3 separate regions of the Pan troglodytes genome follow, and regions 1 and 2 are each linked to region 3. The links are chromatin contacts, called in public HiChIP or PLAC-seq maps. All regions are on one chromosome and are shown on one strand. The core of a region is the stretch at or near the end of the contact, and the rest is flanking DNA. Distances in the headings are between cores, read along the strand shown. Region 1 holds the start of GFRA2 (GDNF family receptor alpha 2). Region 2 holds the start of REEP4 (receptor accessory protein 4). Region 3 holds the start of DOK2 (docking protein 2).

Region 1 (2,700 bases), core at 192-2,691, 130 kb after region 3:
CCCTAAGCCCTCTGTCCCAGACTCGTCACTACCCAGCTAGGGCCTAGGCTCGAAGCAGGCACAACTGGATGGCTGGGGGAGAAGATGGAGGGAGGAAGGTCGATGCCCCAGGACGGACCACAGGAAAGAGGCGTTCACAGGAGACTCGCTCTCTGTGCTTCCAAGGCCGGGAGCAGCCGCCTTCCCGCCTAAATCCTCAAGATGGAAGTTGCTCCCTCTAGCTTTCCCAATAGCTAAGGCTGCTGGTTTTGTTAGTGACCCCTCCCTTCTCGTCCAAGTCGATTTCTAGCATTTACTGGATTCCAGAGTCTTGTTATTTAAGAATGCATCTTAAACGGTACTATCAAATTCATGTTACGTGCAGCCCAGATTGTTTTGGGCAGCACGAAAAGTTTCTGAGGCGCTGCGTGTACCCCACCCCAGGACACCGTGTGTGCGCGCCGAGCTGAGTGCGAGGAACGTGGCGCGAGGGCCGGGGGATGCCGGGCTGCGTCGGTGTGAGCCCTCGCGCGACCGCGACCCCGCGCCTCTCCCGCTCTCGCCGGAACGTGACCGCAGCCGCACCTCTCCTCTAGCCCTTTCCCAGCCAGACGCTTCCTTTTTGGTCCTTCTGGGCGTTTATTGTAAATTCTGCGACTAAAACACGCCGGTGAGCCCGGCCCACCGACAGATGGATCAATCGCCCCCTTCCCGGCTAGGGGAGGAGGAACCCCCCAACCCCGGAGCCTAGGGAGCCGGGAGCTGCCTCGGGACGAGCTCCTCGGAGCCCAACCGGCTGCGGAGCCCCGGCCCGGGTCGGTCTCGGGGCGCTCCTGCCGGGGTGGGGTGCGAGCCCCTGCCCGATCCCTCTGGGGCGGTTCAGGCAGGTTTGCCGGCCACCGAGGAGGTGGTCAGGGCGCCCTGGCCCAGCAGGCTTCTTCCCGAGCCGGGGGAGGGGAGACCGGCTGGGGAAGGGGCATCTCGAAGGGGTGGAGGCCGGGGCGGGCGGGAGGCAAGCGCGCCGCGGGCGTGAGGGCAAAGTTCCCGAGGTCCGCGCGGAGAGCACACGTGTATGTGCGCGCGGGGCTAGGCCGGGGCCGGCAGGCTGCGTTGGGTTCGGGGGCGCGCGGGGCCGGCGCCGAAGGGGATAATTCCTTTCCCTGGCACCATCGGGGAGACGCTTTGTCGGCCTCGGCTCCTGGGCGCAGGGACGCCTTAGCCCACGGAGGGTGGAGCCCCCCTCAGACCCGGGCCACCGGCTGGGGTTTTTCTAACGCCCTGCCCCCCGAGCCCCCGGATGGCTCGGGCCCCACGGACTCCGCGCCCTCCAGCCTCAGCTCGGCTCCCCAGGCTTCCCAGACCCGGCGGCGCAGGGGGCGGGGGCAGGGGCAGTGGGGGTTGGAGGGCGCAGCCCGTCCCCAGGGTGGGGAGAGCTGCGGGGGGAGGAGGAGGAGGGTGCCGACGCTTGAGTGGGTTCGAGCCCGAGCCGTAGCCGGGGGAGCCAGTCAGTTTCCGGCCAAGGCAGCAGGTCAGTCCCAGGAAGGGCGGGCGATTGAGCCGAGGGAGCCGGCGGCTGGGCTCTCCTCTCGGCCCGCGATCCCCGGCGCCGCCGCCGCCGCCACCGCCACCGCCACCGCCTTGTCGCCGCCGCCGCTGCAGAGCATCGTAGCTCCGCCGCGCTCCCGCGCCCCGCGCCGCCAGCCGCCTGGGAGCCCGAGCGCCGAGCCCGGGGCGGAGGAGAGGGGCGCTGGCGCGAGAGCCCGGGCGAGGGAGCCGCGAAGGGAGAAGGGGGCGGGCGGAGGGAGGAGCAGGGAGAGTGGGAGAAGGGGGAGGGAGAGAGGAGAGCGAGGGAGAGCTAGAGAGAGCGAGAGCAAAGAGCGAGCGAGGGAGAGGAGAGAGAGAGAGAGAGGAGAGAGAAAGACACACGCACGCAGAGACACACGGTCACTGGAATTCCATTAGAAAAAAGTGAGCCGAGCAAGGGTTAGCGGGAGAAGATTTTTTTGAATCTTGTCTTCGTCTTGGTGCGAAAGAAGCGACTCCAGTCTCTCGTCCTCGAAGCTCCGACTGGATTGTTCTTGGGCGCTGACACCCGTCTGTGGATTTCTTTTCTATTTGCATTTTATTCCGACCCCCTCCCTCGCCGCTTCCTTCCAGCCCTTCACTCGCAAATCGCCTCTCTCCCCACCTCCCCAGGCCCCTCCTGGGAAGCGCAGGGGAATTGGACCCGCGGGGACTCACGCCTTCCCGGACGATTGGAGGGGAGGGCTGACCCTAGGACTGGGCTGTTGGCTTAGAAAGCCGATACACAGATACGCGTATATTTGACTGTAGCAGGCAAGGGGGGCGTCGAGAGGCAGCAGCCCATCGCCCGCCTCTCACCCCACCCCCTCCAGCCAGAGGCGAGAATCGCAGGACTCGGGATCTTCATCGGGTGGACTAGCTGGGATCTCCGCATTGGATTTGGGGCTGATTACCACTGCTTGGCTATTATTATTGTTGTTGTTACTACTATTATTTTTTTTTTACCCAAGGGAGAAAGACAAAAAAAACGGTGGGATTTATTTAACATGATCTTGGCAAACGTCTTCTGCCTCTTCTTCTTTCTAGGTGAGTACCTGCGGGCGGCGAGCTCGAGGGGGAGGCGAGAAGCCGGAGAGGCGGGGGGCGAGCGGAGCGCCGGTGGGGGGCTGGCGGGAGGTCGGCGGGGAGAGCGCGCCG
Region 2 (2,700 bases), core at 126-2,625, 220 kb before region 3:
AAGAGAGGAGAGGGAGACATGGGGCCCCGGGGGAGTTTCTCCTGTGGGCTGATTTCACTGCTGGCTCTCACACCCAGCAATACCAATAAAACTGATGACAATAATTAAGACCATATAATCACCGTGTGTTTATTTATCCCCCAGAAGCCTCCTTTCCCTGGCCCCATGATTACCTATTCCATCCTTATGATAGCTGGTGGGTGTTAACTGTGGCTCCAATAAAAAGCAGTAACTGCCTGTGTTTCCACCCCACATGCCCGGACAGCTTTGCTCCCACCCTCTGCAAGGTGGGGGACACTATTTTCAGAGGGAACAACAGAGGCAGTAAGCTGAAGATGTCAAAAAGAATGAAACCTCACAGGGCAAGTAGTAGAAGCAGCAACGTTTGCCTTCTTTTTTAGAGCCTTCCCCCTTCTTCCTGGCGTCTGCCTCCCTCCCAGAGGAACTTATCCGGTTCCATGGCCCTCTGCAGGGCCACTCAGCCTGCAGCTGCTGATCTCTCAGAAGACTGATCAAGCCAAGCATGTAGCCACCAGCCAGCAATAAATACCACTGGGTGATACAAGGAAAGTTACTTTTCACCACTGAGCATCCTATTTCCTACATGGTTAAAAGAAGTTTGCAAAGACTAAGACCTTGCGTGCAAACGTGCATTACAAAATGGCAATGGTTGATACTACTATTAAGGGCCCAGGGTTATTTGTGTACTTGGCTCAGAGGAATAGGTGGAATTTCAAACTTCTGCTGAAGAAGGAGTGTGGGAGCTGAGAGCTCTACCCAGAATGCCTCAAATCATCGCGGTCAGCCTGCCCCGGAGTCAGGGATCTGGAAAGGCATCCCAGAGAGAAGGGAACCCCTGAAACCTGGTGGGGCAAAAAGTCCCTCAGGTTCCCTCTCCCCCCACACCTCCCCTCTTTCCCTCCTGGACCCACTGGTGTGAGACCCGGACTTGCTGGCGCTCAGCCAAGCTTCCTTCCAGCTCCTGCCTGAGCCTGCAGAGGAGATCCTTCCCTCTACCCCACCAACCGCATCTCATGCCTTTACCCAGTTCACAGAGGGGAAAATGAGGCGAGAGGGAAAGACACCGGGAAAAGCCAGTGAAGGGTCGCGAAAACTCTGGAGTCCAGATTTCCTTTGTGTGCCGACCCCCGCACTCCCCCTGCTTTTTTGTTGCAGCTTCCCACACGCTAATCTTTCCGATTGGGAAGGTGACTCCACTGTGGGCCCCACGCGCGAGTCCCGCGGCACATCGCCCCTTTAAGGGGCCGGCCTCTCGCCTCCCTGACCTCGCCCCGCCCCCTCCGGGGCTACACTGCGCCTGCGTGGCGAGCCGGAGCCCTGGGGTTGGGCAGCACTCGGTTCCGTGCAACTTTCAAGTGAGTTGCGAACTCCGCCCTGTAGGCCGGTGCTGGTGGCCCGGCGCGCTGGAACCGCGGCGACCCGCTCCAGCGCGGGACCAGCAGCAAGGGCCGAGCGCCAGGTTCTCCGCGGCAGAAAGGGCGGGTGGGAGCTGTAACTGCCCCGGCCGCGGGGCGCGCCCGCTCCCAAGTCGGCTTCCTTCCCGCCGGGGACGCTTTGCCTCGGGTCTCCCCATTCTCCAGGTCCCCTGAACTGCACAGTCGGAGGCCGTGGGCGGCGGGCTCTGCCTCCGCCGAGGGACAGCCGGATCGCCCCTCTGCTTCCCGCAACTGCCCTGATCACCCCCCGTCCCAGCCCTTGAGTGAACGTCCTTCTGAGCGGCTTCCTGGGGTCCTCCCCACGTCCCAAAGGCCGGCAAGATGGTGTCCTGGATGATCTGTCGCCTGGTGGTGTGAGTATGGCCGCCCTCAGACCTCCTCTACCCCGGGGTGCCGTCCCGCCCCTGTGGTGGAAGCTGTGGACGTCTAGTGGGAGGAGGAACTTTCTGAGCTCCACCCTCCAGCACTCCATGCAAGGGTTAACGGACCTGTGGGCTTGCACGCGGTGTCTCGGGCACCGCAGGCTACCCGCCCCACCAAGCCTCGTTGGCTGAGAACGACCCCTGCCGCACGCCACACACACTGCAAACAGATGCGTGGAGCCGAGGGCCACAGGCCTACGTTGCTGCCCCTTGGCAAACACAAGGTGATATGGCACGTTGTGGGCGGAGAATCCAGGTGCCTGCTTGCCATCTGAGCAGTCACATGACTCACCATCCTATTCCTCACCTTTGAGTATGCCAACATCTGGCTCACATAGCCCTATCTGCAACCCGGCAGTGTCAGGTCTGGTGACCCTGGGCCTGATTGCATGCCCATGGGAGGGGACAGTCTGGTGTTCTCACCCACTTCGTGGAGTGGCTGTCCTCTCACTCCATCACGCACCCATGGGCCACCGGTGCAGGCCTGGGCAGGCTTGGGATGTTTGTAAACAGCAGGGTGGGGAGGTGGCCTCCAGGGCTCTGACTCAGGCACGGGTTGTACAAGCCAAGCGAGAAAAACAGGGTGGGTACTGCCACCTTGCACCCCAGTGGGGGGAAATGGCCACTTGGCAAGGTGGGAGTGGGGCATGGTGCCCCTCACACTCCCCATGGCTGCTCTTCCAGGCTGGTGTTTGGGATGCTGTGTCCAGCTTATGCTTCCTATAAGGCTGTGAAGACCAAGAACATTCGTGAATATGTGAGCGTGGGGGTTTGGGTGTGTTTAATAGGACTTGGTGAGGTGGGGAGGGTCTCAGTTGGCC
Region 3 (2,700 bases), core at 168-2,667:
ATCAAAACATACGAAGGCACAGTTCTGGCTTCCCAAAGACATTGTCATCGTTGCCAATACTCTAGACTGCCTCCCGAGAGGGTCAGATGCTGGAAGAGGCAGCGGGGCTGGTGGTTAGGACCCCTAGGCTCGGTCTTGTGGAGGTATGAGTGGGAAAGCCATCTCTCTGGGTCAGATAAGGTCAGCCCCTGCATGCTGAGGCCAATTCCAGTCTTCCTCACTAGGAATTATCTGTTAGATAATGCCGGTTCCTGTTTTCCATTGGATTCCACTGTGGCTTCCTTTTAAGGCCCCCAGATTAGATCATAGCTGGATTCTGAGAGCACTGATTGTTTGAAGTTTGTATTTACAGGGGACTACCATCATATGCAAATGATGGTGGTAGTGAATTACACACCCTTGGTGGATGTAGTGGACCGGTGCTCAGCATTCATTTCGACTTCCGTCCTCCTAGTGGGTCTTCCTGGTTTGCAGAGGTAGGGCACCTGGAAACTACATTACCCAAACTTCCTTGCAGCTAGGGTTCTGTATGCAAATTAGGCTCTGCCAATTAGGCTGACTCAGAGAAGATTTAAGAGGCAGAAGATTTAAGTGGCAGAGCTTTTGACTGTTAACTTCTAGCGAGCATAGACCTTTTGAGATGTTGGGTTTTTGTTTTTCCCCAAAACCTCCCAGCGTCCTATCATTAGCTCCGAGCGTATAAAGAGGCAGGGTGATGGGGTCAGTGGCTTTCTGAACCTGGCATCGGGCAATGAAATATTCTCAGAGTCACAATTGCAATGGAAATTCTTTGGATTCCCTACTGGACTGAATAGAGGTAACAGTTTCACAGTGGGCCAGGCCCAAATTTCTGTCCACCCTCCCTTCCCCCACCCCCGCACCCCAACCTCCCCGTGTTTCTCCCTGTGTCTTCCCTTCCTCAGTAAATGGTACCACCATTCATCCAGTTGCTCCTAATAAACACTCAGGAGTTGATTCTTCAAGTCTTATCAGTCCCCAACATGCAAGTCACCTGCAAGTCCTGTTCAATCTATATCTAATATATACCCAATATGACCACTTCTCCATCCATCTCCACTGTTAACACCTTGGTCCAAGCCACCATTACCTTTCTCCTGTGCTCTGGTAATAGATTCCTAATTAGTTTCCCTGCTTCCTGTCTTGCCCCTTGATAACCCATTTTCCATATAGCTGGCTGCTGCAGAACATTATTTTATTTATTTGTTATTTTTTGAGACAGAGTCTTGCTCTGTTGCCCAGGCTGGAGTGCAATGGCGCCATCTCTGCTCACTGCAACCTCCGCCTCCCTGGTTCAAGCGATTCTCCTGCCTTAGCCTCCCAAGTAGCTGAGATAACATGCGCCCACCACCATACCTGGCTAATTTTTGGATTTTTAGTAGAGACAGGGTTTCACCATGTTGGCCAAGCTGGTCTGGAACTGCTGACCTCAGGTTATCCGCTCGCCTCTGCCTCCCAAAGTGCTGGGATTACAGGTGTGAGCCACTGCGCCTGGCCAGAACATTTTTTTAAAATCATAATTCAGATAATTTACACTCCTACTTAAAATCCTTAAGTGGCCTCATGTTGCATTTAGAATTCGAATCTTTGCTGTGGCTCAAGAGGTCGTATGAGCTGACCTCACTCTACCATGCCCCCTCTGGCTCAATGCTCTGTGGTCATTCTGGCCTTGCAGTTCTGCAAAGCCAGGATCTCCTGCCTCAGGGCCTTTGCACTTGCAGTAACTTCTGCCTGGATTGGTTTCCCTTCAGATCGTGAAATGGCTGGCTCACTCTCCTCATGGACTTTTCAGCTCACTTGTCACCTCTCAGAGAGCCTTTTCTCACCACCCTCTTGAAAGTTGTCCCCTGTGCCTATCACTATCACAGCATTGATCACTGTCCAAAACTACATATTATTACTCTTTCATTATCAGTCCCTCCAACTAAAAGCAGACATAGTATAAACAACGATTCTGTCTATGTTGTATCCCTAGTACCTCTGCACAGAGTAGATGCTCAGTAAATAATTGTTGAGGCGGGGCATGGTGGCTCACACCTTTAATCCCAGCACTTTGGGAGGCTGAGGGGGGTGGATCAACTGAGGTCAGGAGTTTGAGAGCAGCCTGGCCAACATGGTGAAACCCCATCTCTACTAAAAATAAAAAAAATTAGCCAGGCATGGTGGTGCGCGCCTGTAATCCCAGCTACTCAGGAGGCTGAGGCAGGAGAATGGCTGGAACCCAGGAGATGGAGGTTGCAGTGAGCCGAGATTGTGCCACTGCATTACAGCCTGGACGACAGAGTAAGACTCCATCTCAAAAAATAAATTTAAAAAACTGTTGAATGTATTAACTTCTTTATGTCTCATTCTAGGGTGCATGTGGGTTTCATATGAAGACATAAAGCATTCTAAATATTATGTCACTGTTAGGTAACATGTTATGTTATGTTATGTTATGTTATAGGCCCTTCCTCTCAGCGGGTTTCTAGAACTGGGTTCTCTCTTTCCTTAGTACTGAGAAAAGTGATAGACTTAATGGAGAAAGGGTGGGGGCTACAAATGAAGCTCAAGAGACTGGCATTGTCCCTCTCCCACACCCCACAGTCAGGGACCACTGGGGGTGGAAGGGGCAGGGATGGGATCCTTCAGAACACACGCTCACTGATTCTTTCGCTCAGTCCTTCACCTGTCTCAGGCCCA

Evidence for each region. HiChIP or PLAC-seq counts read pairs in DNA pulled down with a chosen protein or histone mark.
Region 1: an H3K4me3 HiChIP or PLAC-seq map of stem cell-derived excitatory neurons shows a contact between it and region 3, with 4 times the contacts expected there. The contact joins the promoter of GFRA2 here to the promoter of DOK2 in region 3. A contact is called at or near these places in 2 of 7 Hi-C or Micro-C datasets (both in induced pluripotent stem cells) and 1 of 1 datasets of contacts at active chromatin or transcription factors (stem cell-derived excitatory neurons).
Region 2: an H3K4me3 HiChIP or PLAC-seq map of stem cell-derived excitatory neurons shows a contact between it and region 3, with 3 times the contacts expected there. The contact joins the promoter of REEP4 here to the promoter of DOK2 in region 3. A contact is called at or near these places in 1 of 7 Hi-C or Micro-C datasets (stem cell-derived neural progenitor cells) and 1 of 1 datasets of contacts at active chromatin or transcription factors (stem cell-derived excitatory neurons).

The regions. Positions count from the first base shown.
Region 1 is chr7:30,117,083-30,119,782 of NHGRI_mPanTro3-v2.0_pri, reverse strand. GFRA2 (GDNF family receptor alpha 2) reads left to right here and starts at 1,441. Exons shown (of 10, transcript XM_016959184.4): 1 at 1,441-1,507; 2 at 2,514-2,589. The coding sequence starts at 2,550.
Region 2 is chr7:30,470,011-30,472,710 of NHGRI_mPanTro3-v2.0_pri, reverse strand. REEP4 (receptor accessory protein 4) reads left to right here and starts at 1,375. Exons shown (of 8, transcript NM_001246540.1): 1 at 1,375-1,810; 2 at 2,564-2,636. The coding sequence starts at 1,779.
Region 3 is chr7:30,245,484-30,248,183 of NHGRI_mPanTro3-v2.0_pri, reverse strand. DOK2 (docking protein 2) reads left to right here and starts at 1,417. Exons shown (of 5, transcript XM_519640.7): 1 at 1,417-2,700. It overlaps XPO7 (exportin 7), which reads right to left and starts at 487. Exons shown (of 28, transcript XM_063816905.1): 1 at 1-487.